Regions from separate parts of the Mus musculus genome. Here region 1 is linked to region 2. The links are chromatin contacts, called in public Hi-C maps. All regions are on one chromosome and are shown on one strand. Each heading gives the region's core, a stretch centred on a gene start, on an enhancer-like site or on the middle of the called end of the contact. The rest is flanking DNA. Distances are from core to core; before and after follow the strand shown. Region 1 holds the start of Ccl1 (chemokine (C-C motif) ligand 1). Region 2 has its middle 4.6 kb from the start of Gm46254.

Region 1 (4,469 bases), core at 1,227-3,726, 260 kb after region 2:
TTCTGTGATATAGGGGGTGTATGTGGGGATGTATGTGGGGGGTGTGGTATGTGTGTTTGTGTAGTGGGTGGTGTGTGTTTGTGTGGTGTGTGTGATATGTATATGTGGTGTGTGTGTTTGTATAGTGTGTGTGTGTGTGTGTGTGTGTGTGTGTGTGTGTGTGTGTGTGTGTGTGTTTCATGGTATATAGACATGTGTGGTGGCCAGGGGTCGGTGGTTATGAAATCTTCCTTAGTGGATTGTTTGTCCTACATTTCGAGGTAAGATCTCCCACAGAACTTTGTTAGGGCCAGCAAGCACACAGGCTATGCCTGCCTCTGCCTCATCTAGCACTGGGGTTACAAACTCACACCATCCTGCTGGGAATATGAACTCAAATCACCGTGTTTGAGCAGCCAAACTACCCACTGAGCCAACGCTCCAGCCTTGTCTGTTGTGCTTTTATTAAACATTTCTTCCTGGCTATATAGCTTGGGATCTAATCATAGGCACTTTGGGGTTCAAGCAAATAAATCAGGACCCCCCCCCCCTTCCTGGGAAGCCCCACGCCCCCTAGTGTCACTCTACACCTTAGATTGCCTGGTTGGGTTTAGACTCCCTTTTCTTGTGGAACAGCGCCATCTAGTGTGTACTATTCTCAATTCCGTCAATATTATCTCTCCCCTGGCTAGTGGCTCACTCACACCACAGCTGGGGGATCAGGACAGGAGGAGCCCATCTTTCTGTAACACTGGATAAACTTCAGGGGAAGCTCTTTCTTCAAGGTGTTCAAGCAGCAGCTATTGGAGACCGTAAGCACTAGAAGAAAAGCACAAAAAAAGACCATTCATTAGCAACCATAGCCTCTCACCCACAACAGAATTAAAAAGCAAAACCAGCCAAGTCCTTCCTAGGACAGACTCAAGCATGGAGACCACATCCCGAGGGCTGCAGTGCAGCTCTGTCTCAGCAGCAACACATTTCTAGGATGGAGACAACAATCATAAGACTGGGGAGGGGCGTCAGATGTGAGCACCCTACAAACCAGCAGGTGGTGGGGACAGAAACCACAAGCCTGCCTGAGCCATGGCTCAGCACACACTCCTGCACATACGGTGAGACTCTTCCTACCACATATACAAACCCCTTCAGTCCCAGTCTCCCAGCACAAGTGCGTGGCTCTGTGTACTGTGCTAGTACTTAAGCTCGGGGCTCTGGCCTCACATCCTAGAGGACCTGTTATCCCATCGCATGCAGGACATTGTAGTTCTTGGTTCACAGACATGGGGCTGGGTGAGGAACTCCACAAGGGCTCAGAAGGAAAAGGGGGTATTCCCAAAAAGTGGCTGGTCCACTCGCCCACACAATCTTCCACATTCCCATCCTTGGCCCTCCCCTCTTTCAGGGACCAGTAACCCCCAGTCTGCTGATTTGTACGCTCTCCTCCCACATCCCACCTTCAACATCCCTGTGTTCTAACCCTGGATCCTTCCTGTCTCGCTGTTCACAGAAACTTGCAGGTCCCCTGACCTCAGGTTGGTATTTTCCGAACAATCTAGAACATGGATTCCAGTTTATCCATACAGAAAACATCTTTAAGAGATATAATAGTTATCTGGCTGTTCACTCCTGTGGTCCTTCCTTCAGCCCCTGCCTGTCATCTGTCACACTGGAAATCAGTCTTAGTCCCTCCTCTGGACTTCAGGGATCCTAATTTGTTTTAAACAACCCCATAGGCCCTTCCAGTTGTCTGTAGGGTGAGGATCAAAATTATCTTCCACACACTAAAGCCACTTCATCTAGAAGGAGGAGGATGAAGAGGAGGAGGAGGAGGAGGAGGAGGAGAAAGGAGAAAGGAGAAAGGAGAAAGGAGAAGGGAGAAGGGAGAAGGGAGAAAGGAGGATGAGGAGGAAGAGAAAGGAGAAGGGAGAAAGGAGGAGAAGGAGAAGGAGAAGGAGAAGGAGAAGGAGAAGGAGAAGGAGAAGGAGAAGGAGAAGGAGAAGGAGAAGGAGAAGGAGAAGGAGAAGCTCCTCCCAGAACAGGGCCAGTCTTGGAACCCCATCAAGAGGATGCTGGCCCAGGTCTGTCTCTGCAGCCACCTAGTTCTAGGATTAGCAAAAGAATCAGAGGAATGGGTTTCAGGTCTGAGCTCCCCACCACGAAGTAGATGTGTGCTCCCAGTCCATAACCTTCCTCCACGCCCAGCGTCCCTATCCCATTACTGCCCGCCATTCATCTCCAGATAGGGACAGAAATGAAGCCAATGATGTCTAGGTAAGCTCTGTTCCCAGCCCAGAGTGCCTGCCTATACATCTCCCCTCCCTGGGCCCAAGCACTAGGACCCCATTACTCACTGCTCTTGCTGTCAACATCCTGTATCCACACGGCAGCCAGCAGCAGGCACATCAGTGCCATGGCAGTGGGTTTCATGGTGATAAGTTTCTGTCTCAAGCCTCTCTAGAGCAACCGCCGAATGTCTGGTGGAGCCAAGAACTCTCTCCTGCCTCACCCTGTACTGAGCTTTTATCAGAAGGCCCGGGGTGCTTTCCCAGACCATGGAGAAGAGGTGGGAGTCCCAGGGAAAAGGAACTCATACCCAATGGCCACATGGAAAACTCCTTTTCTCACCTCTCCTGGGAGGAGGGGGGCGTATTCGAGGTATGTTTGGGTGCCTAGTGGCCTTGGGAACTTCCCCAAGTGCAGAAGCAGATACCAATCTTTACGTTCTTGACAAAATACGTGGGAGCTGTCCTGGCTGAGTGGAAAGTCAAAAAAGGTGAGAGAGAGAGAGGAAGTGGCCCGTACACAGCTTGTCTAACCCACATCATTCCATTCAAAGCAGCTACAGGCCTTGGAGAAGGACAGAGCAGAGAAGGTACAATCTGCATCAAATGGAGCTTGTGTCTGGGTTCTGGCTCTGCCAATCAGCCATTGCACAAACTTCTCTAAGCTGCACATCCCTACAAAATGGAACTAGTAACACATCTCAAATCCGGGTGGTAAGAATGAAATGCAGAGCTGGGGAGATGGCTCAGTCAGCAAAGTACCTGCTACACAAGTGTGAGGACCAGAGTTTGATTCCCAGAACCCGCATACAGAGCAGGGGTAGTGGAATGATCTTGTAACCCCAGAGCTGGAGAGGCTGACCGGCTGATCCCTGGAGCTGCCTGGTTTGCCCGCTGAGCCTAGTTGGAGACCTCCAGGCCAGGGAGAGAACTTATCTCAAAAAGCAAAGTCGTTCACATGCACATAGACACATGTATGCACACCTACATACATGTACACACACACACACACACACATACACACACATACCACAGGTTGATCCTGTCTGTCTAACGTTTGGCCAACACATTTGCTATTAGTTTTATTTCTTTGTTCCCCAGCCCTTTCACAGCTTACTCTGATCCAGACCCTTGCTTGGTTACCCTTGGGACAATTGCCAATGGGGGCAAAGCCTGACCTGAGCCATCTTGCTTCAACCTATAGACAAGCCATGGAGAGCCATCCAACACAACAACGGCTCATTCAAGACAGATCTGTCATGTGGGGGGCACAGGAGAATGTTGGGGACACCCAGGGACTTCAGAGGACCCTTTCCAGACAGTGTTCTATAAGTACCATGTCCTGCAGGCTGCTGTGAAGACAGCACGTCAGGCAGGGGAAGGAGTCTGGAAAAGCCAAGTACAGAGGAACACCCTTCACTCAGCATCATGGAGAAAGCTAGAGCATGGGATGTAGATGCAGATGGGGTTGTGCAGCCAGATAAAAACAGTATATGCAGTGGGCAGTACTTGGGATAAGCAGCTCATAGGAGGCCCTCAAGAAAAAGCAGCTAAGCTTTCTGGCATTGGCATCATGGGGCCTATACACAGTGGGTTGGCTATGCTAACCTATGTTGACCTTAGCCTGTGCAACTGAAAAACCTTCAGTGTTTGTTGCCAACTGAGTGTAACTACTAGATAGTTAGAACTCTTCCCAAATAGTCAAGCTTCAGTCATCCATTTTGCTCTCCTATATCCACCATCTCATCCTTACTGTAACATCGACCTGACCACCTTCCCAGCCAACTCCCTCTGTGCCCAATCTGCTCATTTCAAACACCCTTCCTCCAATAAAAGTCATTTGCCAACCCCTGCGGGCAAATCTCAGCCTCCTTTAAGCCCCTGTGCCTGGATGGCAATCGGAAGTCCTTGTCTTCCCGCATCTCTCCACTGAGGCTCGCTCCGTGCTACCGTGGCATGTCTGAGCTGAATGAGCTTTTCAAGACCTTTGGCAGTGATGACTCTTGGCACTCCTGAGGGAGCTTTGTCGAAACTGGGAATATCTTGGCTCCATTTCAGAGTCAGAATCAAAACTCAAGTGCCTGTACTTGTGAGGAGAAAACTCCAGGCAATTGTCAAAGCACCAAGAGATAAAATCTCCACAGTATGGAGGGTGGGAGGGTGACTTTCACGAGGAGGGAAGTCTTGGGCTTGATGCTATATTGA
Region 2 (4,336 bases), core at 1,634-4,133:
GTGAGTGCAAAGGGCCACATGAAGCCAAGGCAAGGACAACCAAAAGCCAGCAAACACTAGGGCAGCTAGAAACCAGAGGGGATAATGAGGGAACAGTTCCCCGAAGGTATTAGAGGGATCACGGCTCTGTGGACACCTTGAGTTCAGACTTACAGCCTCCAGAACTCTGAGAGACTGTGTGTCTGTTTCTTTAAGACACTCATTGTGAGGAACTTTATGAAGAACTTAAGAGTCAATACGGTACACATCTGGTTATATGTTTCTCGTCAAACTGCATGGGCTAAGCATTCTCAGTTCCCCTTTTCAAGTCAGGAATCTGAGATGCCATGATCAACCCTCCTGATAGGTGGTAGCCCATGCCCAGGCACTAAGCTGGAAGTGCTTCTGTAGGTGAACCACAAAAGGATAAAGAGGAAACAAGTTACAGGACATGATCATGCGAGGAGGCAGAGAGCTCTCTCTGTGATGTGTTCACACAGCTCTTTACTCCCCAAGAGAAATGCTGCACGTTTACTGGAAACTGGATACAGGTCTAAGGCTGAAGATAAACCATAGTTGAACTAGACATGGATTCTTCTGAGGAATTCACAGGCTAGCCAGGGAGAAAGAGACAGGACCAGACACAATGAGGGGAGCCATGCATCCAAGCTTGGGAAACAGCCCTCGGGGGCTCCCTTAGCTCTCTGTCTTCAGACAGCTTGATGGCCAGGCACCTGGTGACATTACAACAGCTTGCAAAGGAAAGAAATTTGACCTTATTAAATAAACACAGTGGTTCAGGCATGAAGGGTAAATTCCCAGTTGGGTGGGAGCAACAACAGAGAATGTGAGAAACAGGCAGCTTAGAATCAGAAATCCCATGGGTTTGCCTAGGATCGAGGCCTGGAATTTCCTTAAAAGATTATTAACACAGGGGTTGGCCCTGAAGGGTTGGTGACAAAGTGTCAAGGAGAAGACCCTGTGGCAACCTAGAAATGGACTGCTGACATTTCATCTTTGAAAACTCCCCTAACCAACGCCAGCTTCACAGAAATAGAGACTCCAGTATTTGGTGTTGCTCTTTGGTTTTCTACACATTGAAGAGATGTGGCTATTGTATGACAAGACTTTTTCTAGGAGGATGCAACACACATATATACACACACACACACACCCATACACACACACCCATACACATACACACACACACAGGCACACACACACACACACACACACACACACACACACACACACAGGCACACACTCATTCACTCCAGATAGGAAGCCCATGACAGATCAAAGTATGGATATCACTGAAGTCCAACTTGGTGAACCATGAGTTTTATTGGGGTGACTAACAGGAATATGGGCGAGAGGTTACTTACATGAGCAGAAATCACTCAAAGGCATCTGCATCACCAAACCCCACCCACAGTAAGCTCACAAAATATGGGGCTCTAGAGAAGATTGCACAGCCTGCTGTCAGCTCCACAGGTTGAAGGGTGTCCTTTCCAGGTGACTCTAGTCTAAACTTTTTCCAGGCAGCCCTGCTGGGCTCTGCTTCTTTTCATGCTGCTTGGCCTGGTCTCTGCTCCTTCTAGGCAGCAGGGGTTGTCTGAGAGCGAATCTTTAAAGGTCGGTTTGTCTGAGAGTGACTTTCAATGGTCTTTATTGTTTAATTTTAGTAGGGGTGGGCTAGTAAATCTGGTCAGTTTGGACAACTTCTTACTTTCTATCCTAAGGAGCTTCACTGGGAGATGGGCTAGCATTCAGTCGTGTCAGAAATTGCGATACAAGAGCTGAAAAGCTGTGTCAAAACTCAGACAAAAGGAATTCCTCCTGTTAGGAAATTGTACATCAGCCACGCTACATATCCCTGAAGTTTAGCTTCCACTACCCAAACATCCATTCTTTCTGTTAGGAGAGACACCTATCCCACATCCCATTTTGGGCTGTTTTTAGGGAACACAGACATGTATTAATGTATTAGGCACTGTGTCAGGGGAGGGGTATTTTAGCTTATGGAAAAAAAGAGGTGAGGGATTTCCATATCAACCTTGTAACACAGGCTCTAATGGAAAAGGCTGCATATACTATACATACTCATACAGTATGCTTTCTCTTTAGCTCTCTTTCTGTCTCTCTGTCTCTCCCTCCCTCTTCCTCTCTCTTCCCCCCCCTCTCTCTCACACACACACACATGATATATTTTAAAAAGAAGAAATGAGCAGATAGTTTAGAGGTGTGGTCCATGCCTTCCCTTAGATGCAATTTCTCCTAACTACTAACAAAAAAACCCACACTTTGTTCAGCTTTAGCTTTACCTAAAGTCCTTTTCTTTCCCAGAATCTCATCCAGCAATCTGCATAACGTCAGTGTTCTTAAAGGAAGTTATAGGAAGGTTGAAGAGATTCAGGTTCTCAGAAATGATGATTTACTGCACAAAGCTGATCTCTGACCAGGTCAGACTCCTTAAACCTCAGAGCAGGAGGCAAAAGCTGTCCTGGCCAACTACCAATGAGACTGGAATCGAAAGCAACGGGAGAGAAGAGGCAAGGCTGACAGTACCTTAACCTAACATTCTTGTTCTTCGTCTTCTTATATCAATGGGTGATTAATACATATTACATTTCCCCCTAATCCATCCTCCAGAGAGGTGTTATAATAACATGTCAGGGAGGTGTGGATAAGCGGCATTATGGAGCCTGGTTTATAATGCAGTTGGTAACAGATGTTAACGCCCTGATTCTGCATTCCAGAGTCATTTATACCCAGCTCCACAGCACAGTGAGGCCCGTCACATCGTAATTCTTCAAAGCAGTTTCTATTAATCACTCATTCATTATTAAAATACATTGTATTCATCCCGCTTGGCAGTGGGAGCAGGGCAGGCTCTGTTTATCCAGCTCAGCCATTTCCAGACTGTCATCCTCAGCCCAGAAAAGCCTCTAGCCCTCAGGATGGCTGAGAGCTGGGAAGAGATGCTCACACACAGAAAGTACCCCGGAGGTCACAGAAGAGCTGGTTCTCCCCTCAAAGAAGGATGAGAGGGTTCAGATATTCCTGAAGCTGAGACCACATGCTCCCTTGGCTATATTTTCTGCCCACTGTTTCCTCTACCTGGAATTCTCCTCCCCTGCAAGCGAGCACTGCTGTGCTCACTCACAGTCCCTTGAGGAGCCACGTGAATCCCTGCTTCCACGAACCTATTGTAAATCTGATTCATCCTAAGAAAGCTGTGTGGCCTTGGAGTCAAATATAAGAGCTATAATGTCACATACCTGGTCTTCTAGCACTCGTTGTATGCCTAGTGGTATGACTTGGGTATGTTATCTAACTTTTATGACCTTCATTTTCATCTGTTGGCCAAGTGAGTTAATAATCACAGAACTTATGTCATGCAGTTAATGGAGAATTAACTGAATTCTGATAACAGGCTTTGAGGACAACCCACACAGACTCTTGTTATCACTTAATAAAAACATCTGAATACCACCTGGATGTCCCCAGAGAGGCACCGTCCAGCTTTTCATTCCATAATCAAACTCTCAGGCATTGTTTCAAGTACTGGAGACATGTTGCCTTGCAGAGCCCACTCCCTTCTTCAGGAATTTCCCACACTAGCAGCTTAGCATTGTTAAAATGGTGCTTAGAGCTGTGAGGATCTGAAAGGCCCCATCTTCCCACCCAAAGTCTCTGCATTTTGGTTCTGCTTTGCAATGTATGCAGTACTTGTGACAATATCCTTTCTATTACTGTAACAAATATCCAAGATAATCAACCATTGGCAATAAAGGCTTATGGGCTCTCAATTTTAGTTTTGGCTTACTTTATGCTCAGGAAGCAAAAACAGGGATATGAGGAACAGGCTGGAGTCCCACTCTCTCCTCAGGAGCATGGCCTAGTGAGATGAAAACCTCCCACTAGAGGTCTTCAAAAAATTTTTTTTCTAATTATGCTGTGCTTGGGGCACTAAAATATGGGCTTTGGGGATACCTCAAACCTACTCAATAAGAGTACTACCTACCTATGCTTTTTATTTTACAGAGTATTCACCTTTCAGGTCAAGGGGGATTACACCTCCACCCCTGTAGTAACAGTCATACCGTCCTCCCCTCTCAATGCAAAGCTACGACCTGGGTCTTTGATGATCCTCACACCTTTGCTGAAACAGTTCAGACTGAAAATGTAGAGAGGAGCTTAATGCATATAGCTTGAAGACCTTTGGGCCTTTCTTTTTGCATCACCCAGTCGTGGATACTAGTATCAAACCTAGTATATATAGTTTCCATGTGTCCTTGACTGTACAAGTATATACCAATAAGGCAGATATAATCCTACATCCATGTAGTCAAAC

Evidence for each region. Hi-C and Micro-C count contacts between places; a contact is called where the count stands out from the background.
Region 1: a contact with region 2 is called in a Hi-C map of pancreatic cancer cells, with 4 times the contacts expected there. The contact joins the promoter of Ccl1 here to the enhancer-like site in region 2. A contact is called at or near these places in 1 of 39 promoter capture datasets (the SN4741 cell line), 1 of 15 datasets of contacts at CTCF or cohesin (the NIH/3T3 cell line) and 3 of 484 Hi-C or Micro-C datasets (adipose-derived mesenchymal stem cells, bone marrow-derived macrophages and pancreatic cancer cells).

Annotation. Positions count from the first base shown.
Region 1 is chr11:82,177,336-82,181,804 of GRCm38.p6, forward strand. Ccl1 (chemokine (C-C motif) ligand 1) reads right to left here and starts at 2,477. Exons shown (of 3, transcript NM_011329.3): 1 at 2,334-2,477; 2 at 684-798. The coding sequence starts at 2,409.
Region 2 is chr11:81,912,963-81,917,298 of GRCm38.p6, forward strand. It overlaps a transcript of Asic2 not described here. Among named protein-coding and RNA genes, the nearest start is that of Gm46254, 4.6 kb to the left of the region's middle. Within about 2 kb of position 2,884, at least 7 of the 459 cell types and tissues checked have an H3K27ac peak or open chromatin away from gene starts, as enhancers often do. A contact at or near this core is called in pancreatic cancer cells, where this site is marked.